Regions from separate parts of the Mus musculus genome. Here region 1 is linked to region 2. A link is a contact called in public HiChIP or PLAC-seq data. All regions are on one chromosome and are shown on one strand. The core of a region is the stretch at or near the end of the contact, and the rest is flanking DNA. Distances in the headings are between cores, read along the strand shown.

Region 1 (4,099 bases), core at 278-2,777, 610 kb after region 2:
GGCATGCTCAGCAAGAGAGCCTGCCTGTACACAAAGTGCACGGGGAGGAAGGACACCCCGAGGATGGCCATTCGGGGAGGGAGTCACTGAGCCCTCTCGGGGAAGCTGCTGCTGTCAGCTCTACCAGAGGAGCTCCCTTCCACAGTGCAGAGATGGCTGCAGAAATCACAGATGGTCCACGGCCTGACCACACAGGGTTGTTGCTGTGGCTGCAGACACTCCCTCCAGGACTCAACACTGAGGACAGAACAGGGGAGATGTCCTGAGTCATATGACCAGTCTCAACCACAAGGAAACCTGGGAGGTTCTCTGTGAAAAAGAGCGTCAACCGGAGAGCAGTGTCTGCGATTTCAAGGACTCCAGCTCCATACTGACAGCTCATAACTCCAGGGGATCCTACACCTCTGGATGGACGCTTAAATATTAAAAAATAAGAGCCGGGCGTGGTGGTGCACACCTTTAATTCCAGCACTCCAGAGGCAGAGGCAGGCAGATTTCTGAGTTCGAGGCTAGCCTGGTCTACAAAGTGAGTTCCAGGACATCCAGGGCTACACAGAGAAACCCTGTCTCGAAAAACCAAAAAAAAAAAAAAAAGAGAACAAATTTAGTTGTAGTTGGGGCTGGCTTGCAGGTTCAGAGGTTCATGGCAGGAGCATGGCAGCACGCAGGAGACAATGTGCTGGAGGAGCTGAGAGTTCTACATCACAACCCACAGGCAGCAGGAGGAGGCTGACACACTGGGCATAGCTTGAGCATACAGGACTTGAAAGCCCGCCCACACAATAACATACTTCCTCCAACAAGGCCACACTTCCTAGTAAGTGCCAATCCCTATGGGCTAGGCATTCAAACACATGAGTCTATGGGGGGCCGTTCCTTTTCAAACCCCCATACCCATGTGGCCTTGAACTCACGACCCTGCTGCCTCAGTGTCCCAAGTATGAGGATTAGAGGTACAGACCCACCTTGTCTAAAACATGGTAAATGGAATGGTAACCTTATGGTTTTGAGACAGTGTCTCAAGTCAAGTAGCTCAAGCTAGCTTTTAAACTCACTGTTGTAGCTGAGAACCCTGGATTCTGGACCCTCCTGCTCCACGCCCCAGGTGTGAACTACGGGTGTGAACTACAGGTGTGAGTTACAGATGTGCACTAGGCCCTATGTCTTTACAAGGTGCTGAGACCCGGCCCAGGGCTCTGTGTATGAGAGGCAAGCATTTTACTGACTGAGCTCCATTTCCAGCCCAAAAGAACAGTAATTTTCAAAGATAATTTGTTAAATGTCACATAAAATTTTACAAATGCACACTTTGTGAGATGGGAAAAACAGTAATTATTGTGATTAGCAACACTACCGAATTGTGTGATGTAAAGACGTTACTGACAGCAGAGAGAAATGTTGAACTATTCGTTTAAAATTTTCACCTATTCTTTTATTAAGAGGCAGCACCTCACTCTGCAGAACAGGCTGGAGCTCACTGCGACTCAGAGCAGCTTGCAGTCACTGCGGGGCTTCTGACTCAGGCTCTTGGGCTCTGGGATTACAGAACTAAGTCAGCACAGCAAACTCCAGAGAACAGGAAAAGCAGAGAGCAAACCACAGAGAACAGGGAAATCAGATTATTTTTAACATTTTATATATAAAATCTTCCTACACATAGGTCTGTATATTACACGTGTGCCTGGCGCTCTTGGAGGCCAGAAGAGGGCATGAGTTATGGACAGCTGTGAGCCTGTAGGAGCTGGGAATTGAACCCAGATCCTCTGAAAAAGCAGCCAATTCTCTTACCTTCTGAGCCATCTCTCTAGCCCTGTAAATCATTCTCCACCTGCTTAAAGAGCACAAAGCCAATAAAAGCAGGTACAGAATTCAGACTAGAAAAGAACCATTATGATAGGTTCTGAGGCCCCATTAAAACACATATAAACCGTTCACATCGTAAAACTGCCTACCGACTGAGGAAGGGATATCTTCCTACACACTGGAGGACATTATCTAGAGACTGCCTGATGGAACAGAGCACCATGCAGTGCCACAGAAGACAAGCCACACACAGGAGACATTTCAGAGCTCAAGTAAGTCACATGTGGTGGACTCATACGAGGATATTTTCTGAGCCAGTACTTCCAATGAGGCAGGAGGATCTCTAAGTTCAAGGCCATTCTGGTGTACATAATGAGTTCTGGGCCAGTGAGAGCTGCATAGTCTTACCATGTCTCAGAAATAAAAATGGGGTCAGAGACAGCTCAGCAGTTAGAGCCCTGGCTGCTCTTGCAAAGGACCTGGGTTTGATTCCCAGTCCCTACCCTGTGGCTCACAGCTGTTTACAACTATGGTTCCAAGGGATGTGTCACCCTCTGACCTTCCAGGGCACCAGGCTCAAATAGAGGACACAGATGTAAGCAAAATAGCCATACACATAAAATAAAAATGTTAATTAAACTAACTTGCTGTTACAAACATGAAGCATGTCTATAATGGGAAAACTGAGAGTAAAGTGGGCTGCAACTCTATTTAGAGACTTGCCCAAAATAGCTGTTTCTGACAAATGCCCAACAGCTTCTGCCCACAGCATCCACACGCTGCTGCTGCTAGGATACGCCATCAGTGCAAGCTTCTGCTGCCAGAGCCCTGCACGCTGCACTTGTGTGGCTGGGGCTGCTGTCTCTCAGCCACTGCGCTGTGGTTAACACTGGCGTAGAGTCTACCTTAGAAATATATTTCTGTTCAAGCCTTTTTCATTTTACTTTTCGGCTCCTTTGCAGATTTACCCAAAGAAAATGCATATGCGCATTATCTTACCAGAAACAGCACCATAGACAGAGAGAGCCTTCTGGGTTTGTTTCCTGTCACGGAGTGGATGGGACAGGTCACAGATAACATTACCTCCAGCCTGACAGATTTAAAGATTGTCTAACCTCAGACCTCCCTCTCCAAAACAGAACTCCCTTTCAAAATAAAGGGTGCAGAACCAGTAACTCTTTCCTTTCTCTCCGTAAATCTATCTTGTGTAGTTAGGCTGAGGACCTCCCTTCAGTGGGAGAGTGGAAACTGAAGCCTTCTGGCCATGTGCCACCTCAGGATCCACAGCGCTCCTGGGAGAGCACACATCATTCACTAACTTTTCAGTAATGGCCTTCCTGCCCCCAAACCTCTCATCCAGCATTTGTCCCTAGCACTCTGGACAGTTCTGTCCCTGTACTGATCAACTGACCACAGCAACAAGGCCAGCTAACCTTTCCTGAGGCCTCGCCATGTCCCTGCAAAGCACTTACTTCTCTCTCCAGTGTCTCAGGGCCTCATAAACAGGAAGAGCTTCCAGGTGCGCTGCCTCACACCCACATCCCAGCACCAGGGAGGCAGAAGATGGTGGGTCTCCCGAGTTCAAGGACAGTCAGGACTACACAATGACATTTTGTCAAGACAAAAAGGAGGGAGGGGAGGAGGGACATTCTTAGTCAGCTTCCACCTCCTCATCTCATACCATGCTCTGATATCAGTTCCTAACCAAGAGCTATCTCCCTCTCCAGCTCCCACAAGCTGTGACTAAAGATGTGTGCCACCATGCCTGGCTTAAAACCATCATCTTGAAAGGACTCAGAATCACCTAGAAGGCACACCTCTGTGGCAGGCAGCATCCAGATGATTAGCTGAGGCTGAAAGACCTTCTAAGAACAACCCAGACAGAAAGGGATCCCAGAAGAAGCAGTAGAGAATGGCTGCCTTCCCCTGGGCAGCTTCCACGTGTGCTCAACACCAGCCACATCTGGGGAGCATCCAGGCCTCCGGCTCTAGATTGGCACTGCTGAGGTAGCTTCACAGAGTAGGCACCTACCGGTCCTCTGCTTTCCCAGGCAGCTACACCCCACTTCCCCAGAGCAGCCACTGTGACACCCCACTTCTCCAATGAGCAGACAGCCAGTGACACCCCACTTCCCCAGAGCAGACAGCCACTGTGACACCCCACTTCTTCAGTACAGGGACAACCACTATAGACTCCCCAGCCCTGTGTGAGCCAATCAAACAAGGCCCCCGGCCCGTGTCTCCCCCTCTGCCCTGTCCACTCCACCTTCCTCCTGCACATGGCTGTCTCTCCAGC
Region 2 (4,167 bases), core at 1,400-3,899:
ACACACACACACACACACACACACAGCCCTGCATGGTGGTGCACACCTTTAACTCAGCACTTGGGCAGCAGAGGCAGGCAGATCCCTCTTATTTTGAGGCCAGCCTGGTCTACATAGTGAGTTCTGAGGCTCCACAGTGAGATTCCATTTCAAAGAAAACAATAACTATTGCTATTTTTAGAAAATGTCTGTGTCTATTCCCGAGCACCCATAAACCAGGTGTAGTAATGTGGACATGAAATTCCAGCAGCTGTCAAGAAGGTCAAAAGGTCAAGGTCATCCTCTGCTACAAAGTGAGTGAGAGGCCATCCTGGGCTACAAGCAAACCTGACTCAGAAAAAATATATGTTGCCAGGTATGGTGCCGCATTGTGAATGGGTCTGGTGCTGTGTGTATTTTGATGTTAATTCTGCTCTCCTAGGAGGGTTGAGAATGAGGAGTGAGTCCCTTACTCCGGTGACTTCTTGTAAACCACCCCCTAATGAATAAAGGAGCCAATCACTGGGCAAGTAGGAAGAACTTCCGGGTTGGATAGGGGAAGAGAGGAAGAGGAGAGAGAGAGGGTCCTTTTTGGACAGGGATAGCGACAGGACAAGATGTAGCTACAAGTGTCTACGGGTTTCGGTGGCGGATCCATCAGGATTTGCTACTGGGGGATTTAGATTTAATATGGCTTACAAGATTAGGATTCCAGTTATTGCACCCAGTGATTGAGTTTCCATCATTTCTTTTTCTTTTTTAAAGATTTATTTATTTATTATATGTAAGTACACTGTAGCTGACTTCAGACACTCCAGAAGAGGGAGTCAGATCTCCTTACGGATGGTTGTGAGCCACCATGTGGTTGCTGGGATTTGAACTCTGGACCTTCGGAAGAGCTGTCGGGTGCTCTAACTCACTGAGCCATCTCACCAGCCCCATCATTTCTTAACTAAGTTTGTGTTGTTTTCCTTCACACTGTGGCTTGTTCAAACGAGAAAGATACGTCGTCAAAGCGTGGGTTTGTCTGTGTGGTTTGCCACAGAGGCCGTGGGGGATCTGAAGCACGGGGCTGGTGTGGTATCGACCCGCCAGTGGGAATTTAGCGTGCTGGGTGGAGAGATTTTGGAGCTCTGAATCAGTCTCCCTGAGATAAGAGCTGGCCAGGCTTGAGAGTAGCAGGGTGTAGCGCGGGAACTTGGAGTTCTTGTAATATTTCCCGCAAGATTGCTGTATGCCTGTAACCCTTTGGTAACAAGAGGCTAAGGGGAAAAGAATTTGAGTTCCAGGTCAGCCTGGGTGACACAGTAAGAACTTGGGTAAAAAAGTCCAGGGGAGCCGGGCAGTGGTGGTGCACACCTTTAATCCCAACACTCGGGAGGCAGAGGCAGGCAGATTTCTGAGTTCGAGGCCAGCCTGGTCTACAGAATGAGTTCCAGGACAGCCAGGGCTATACAGAGAAACCCTGTCTCGAAAAAACAAACAAACAAACAAATAATAAATAAATAAATAAATAAATAAATAAATAAATAAAAAAAATCCAGGGAAGGGCTGGAGAGATGTCCAAGTGGTTAAGAGCACTGGCTGCTTTTCCAGAGGTCCTGAGTTCAATTCCCAGCAACCACATGGTGGATCACAACCATCTGTAATGGGATCTGATGCCCTCTTCTGGTGTGTCTGAAGACAGTGACAGTGTACGCACAGACATGAAATAACTAAGTCCGCAGCTTGGAAAGGTAAGGCTAGAATGGGAGCAAGTGCATGCCTGTCACCTCAGCACTTGGGTGCTGAAGCAGAGGGTCCCCTCTGCGTTTAGCTTGTTACAGCACGGGCACAAGCAGGTGAATGACTTAAGATTGATCGGAAGGACTCCGGTGGGTGAGTGGGCACAGAGTCAGGAGCTGTGTGGGTAGCGGGAAACAATCAAATCCCTTCTCTCATTTGGTTAAAGAAAAAAGAACATGTGCATGCACATGTGTGTACATGTGTGTGAGGAGACCAGAGGAGGGTGTTTGATCCCTAAAGCTAGAGTGACAGGGACTCGTGAGCCACCCAGGGGTGCTAGGAAGCAGATTTGAGCACTCCAGGAAAGCAGTAGCGGCTCTTAGCCACTGAGCCATCTCTTCAGCCCCTCTCTTTTAATTTTTACTACATTAAAAAAAATTAATTTCATGTCTGTGAGTACACTGTTGCTATCTTCAGACACACCAGAAGAGGGCATTGGGTCCCATTACAGATGGCTATAAGCTACCATGTGGTTGCTAGGATTTGAACTCAGGACCTCTGGAAGGGCAGCCAGTGCTCTTAGCCATTGAGCCATCTCTCCAGCCCAAATGTGTAACCCAGGCTAGCCTTGAACTCATGATCCTCCTCCCTCTGCCTCCTTCAGCAAATCCTACCAGCGTGTGCCACCACAACAGGCTCTTACTACATTTTTTATCATCTCTCTGTCTCTGTGTGTGCGTGTTCATGAGACAGAGCGTCTGTACAGGTCAGAGGACATCTCTCAGGAGTCGGTTCTCTCCTTCCACCCCATGGATCCAGAGGACCAAACTCAGTCTGTCAGGCTTTATGACAAGCCATCTTCACCAGCAGCATTTGTGCATTCTTCTCCCTTACCCCTGTTCATGAGTGACTCCGAGAACTTCCTGACTGTGAAGACAAGACAGCAGGCAGGACCCACCTCCTCGGGTTGTGACGGGGATGAGCGGAAATGGCAAGCTCAACTCACCCTGCTCAGCACCTGGCTCCTGAGGCATTCCAAGGGAATGTGACTGTCTACCTCTACAGATCCGCGCATGCGCGTGCTCGCGGGCCCCATTCTCCCTGTTGTTCCCGGCGCTATTAATTTCACTTTCTACTTACTATTTTTGGCACTTCAGAGGAGGAGTCTGTGGCTTTCTAGCAATTCTGGATATTATGGTGTTCTCTCTCACCTCTCACGGGGTTTCAAGGCTCATAAACCTCCCCCCTCCGGGCTTGCTGCCTTATTCCTGGCAATTTGGAAGGCAGTGCTGTGCCATCCTGCCCACACTTGACTGTTGAGGATCCCCCCTCCCCCAGCCTTTGCTTAAGAGGAGGGTCTTATGAAGGCTTTATTTTTAAGTAAGACTCTCTACCTCCATTTCCCCTGCCCCCATGCTTCAACCTCTCCTGCTCTCCTGAGACAGTGGAGGGCTTCCATCCCTTTCCTTTCTCCCCGCACTCTGGATTTCAAGATCAGCCTGACCCAGAGAAGGGGCAAATGGACCACATATATGCTGGGGTAGCCACACAAAGACCAGCAGAAATGGCTCACTCCATCCTCACTCATTCATACGAGAGTTGGGATGTTATAGGCCACTGGTAAGGCTGGGTGTGACGGCGCACACAACTGTAATCCGAGCGGTCAGAAACAGGAGTGCTACAAGTTCGATGCTAGCCCAGTACACGTGGCCTGTTCTAGGGTAGCCACCCTGTCTCAGAAAACAAAACAAAAAGCTGTGTGTAGCTTTCAAGCCAGCCTGGAAAGGCAGCCTCTCCTCCCGCGTGCCCTGTCTTCCCCTGTGCCCCCAACCTTGGTTTCAAATAGAACTGCAAATGGAAACCTGGCCAACTCTGGCTGAAGTCCTCTTCCCAAGACCTTTCTTCTTTAGCCTGAGGTGGCCTCAACCCACCATTCCCCAAAGCACACCACACATCTGTGTCTCTAAGTGTAAAATTGCAGGATGGACCGCACAGACACCCTGCATTCAACAAGGCCTGTGTCTTTCGCTCCAAGGTGGGTTCGGCTACCCAGGGAAGACAACAATGAGTGTACACCTAGCCCAGTGCAGCCACAGACGGGAAGCAATTCCATCTCTGTAAGTCTACAGCGCCCCCTTCAGGAACAGACAACAGGAAAGGGTGTCACCACCTGCAGGCAACCTCCTAGGCCTGGCCAATCCAGGCTGCTCTCTCTGACTCTTGACCATTGCCCTTGGCACTGCTGTTCCAACTCCTGCCGGTCAACTCCTTTGGCCACTAAAAGCCTAGAGACAGCTGGGTGTGTTGGCGCACACCTTTAATCCCAGCACTCCAGAGGCTGAGACTATTCAGATATATTGTTGGTCAGCCTGGTCTACACAGAGAGAGTTCCAGCACAGCCAGGGCTACACAAAGAAACCTTGTCTGCAAAGTGGTGGGGAAGACCTAGAGACCTTGAAGAAA

The links. HiChIP or PLAC-seq counts read pairs in DNA pulled down with a chosen protein or histone mark.
Region 1: an H3K4me3 HiChIP or PLAC-seq map of bone marrow-derived macrophages shows a contact between it and region 2, with 6 times the contacts expected there. The contact joins two enhancer-like sites. A contact is called at or near these places in 1 of 115 datasets of contacts at active chromatin or transcription factors (bone marrow-derived macrophages) and 1 of 9 other capture datasets (embryonic stem cells).

What each region holds. Positions count from the first base shown.
Region 1 is chr17:27,608,269-27,612,367 of GRCm38.p6, forward strand. All of the region lies in intron 1 of Nudt3 (nudix (nucleotide diphosphate linked moiety X)-type motif 3), which reads right to left. Among named protein-coding and RNA genes, the nearest start is that of Nudt3, 13 kb to the right of the region's middle. Within about 2 kb of position 1,528, at least 33 of the 459 cell types and tissues checked have an H3K27ac peak or open chromatin away from gene starts, as enhancers often do. A contact at or near this core is called in bone marrow-derived macrophages, where this site is marked.
Region 2 is chr17:26,997,477-27,001,643 of GRCm38.p6, forward strand. No RefSeq gene overlaps it. Among named protein-coding and RNA genes, the nearest start is that of Zbtb9, 26 kb to the left of the region's middle. Within about 2 kb of position 2,650, at least 40 of the 459 cell types and tissues checked have an H3K27ac peak or open chromatin away from gene starts, as enhancers often do. A contact at or near this core is called in bone marrow-derived macrophages, where this site is marked.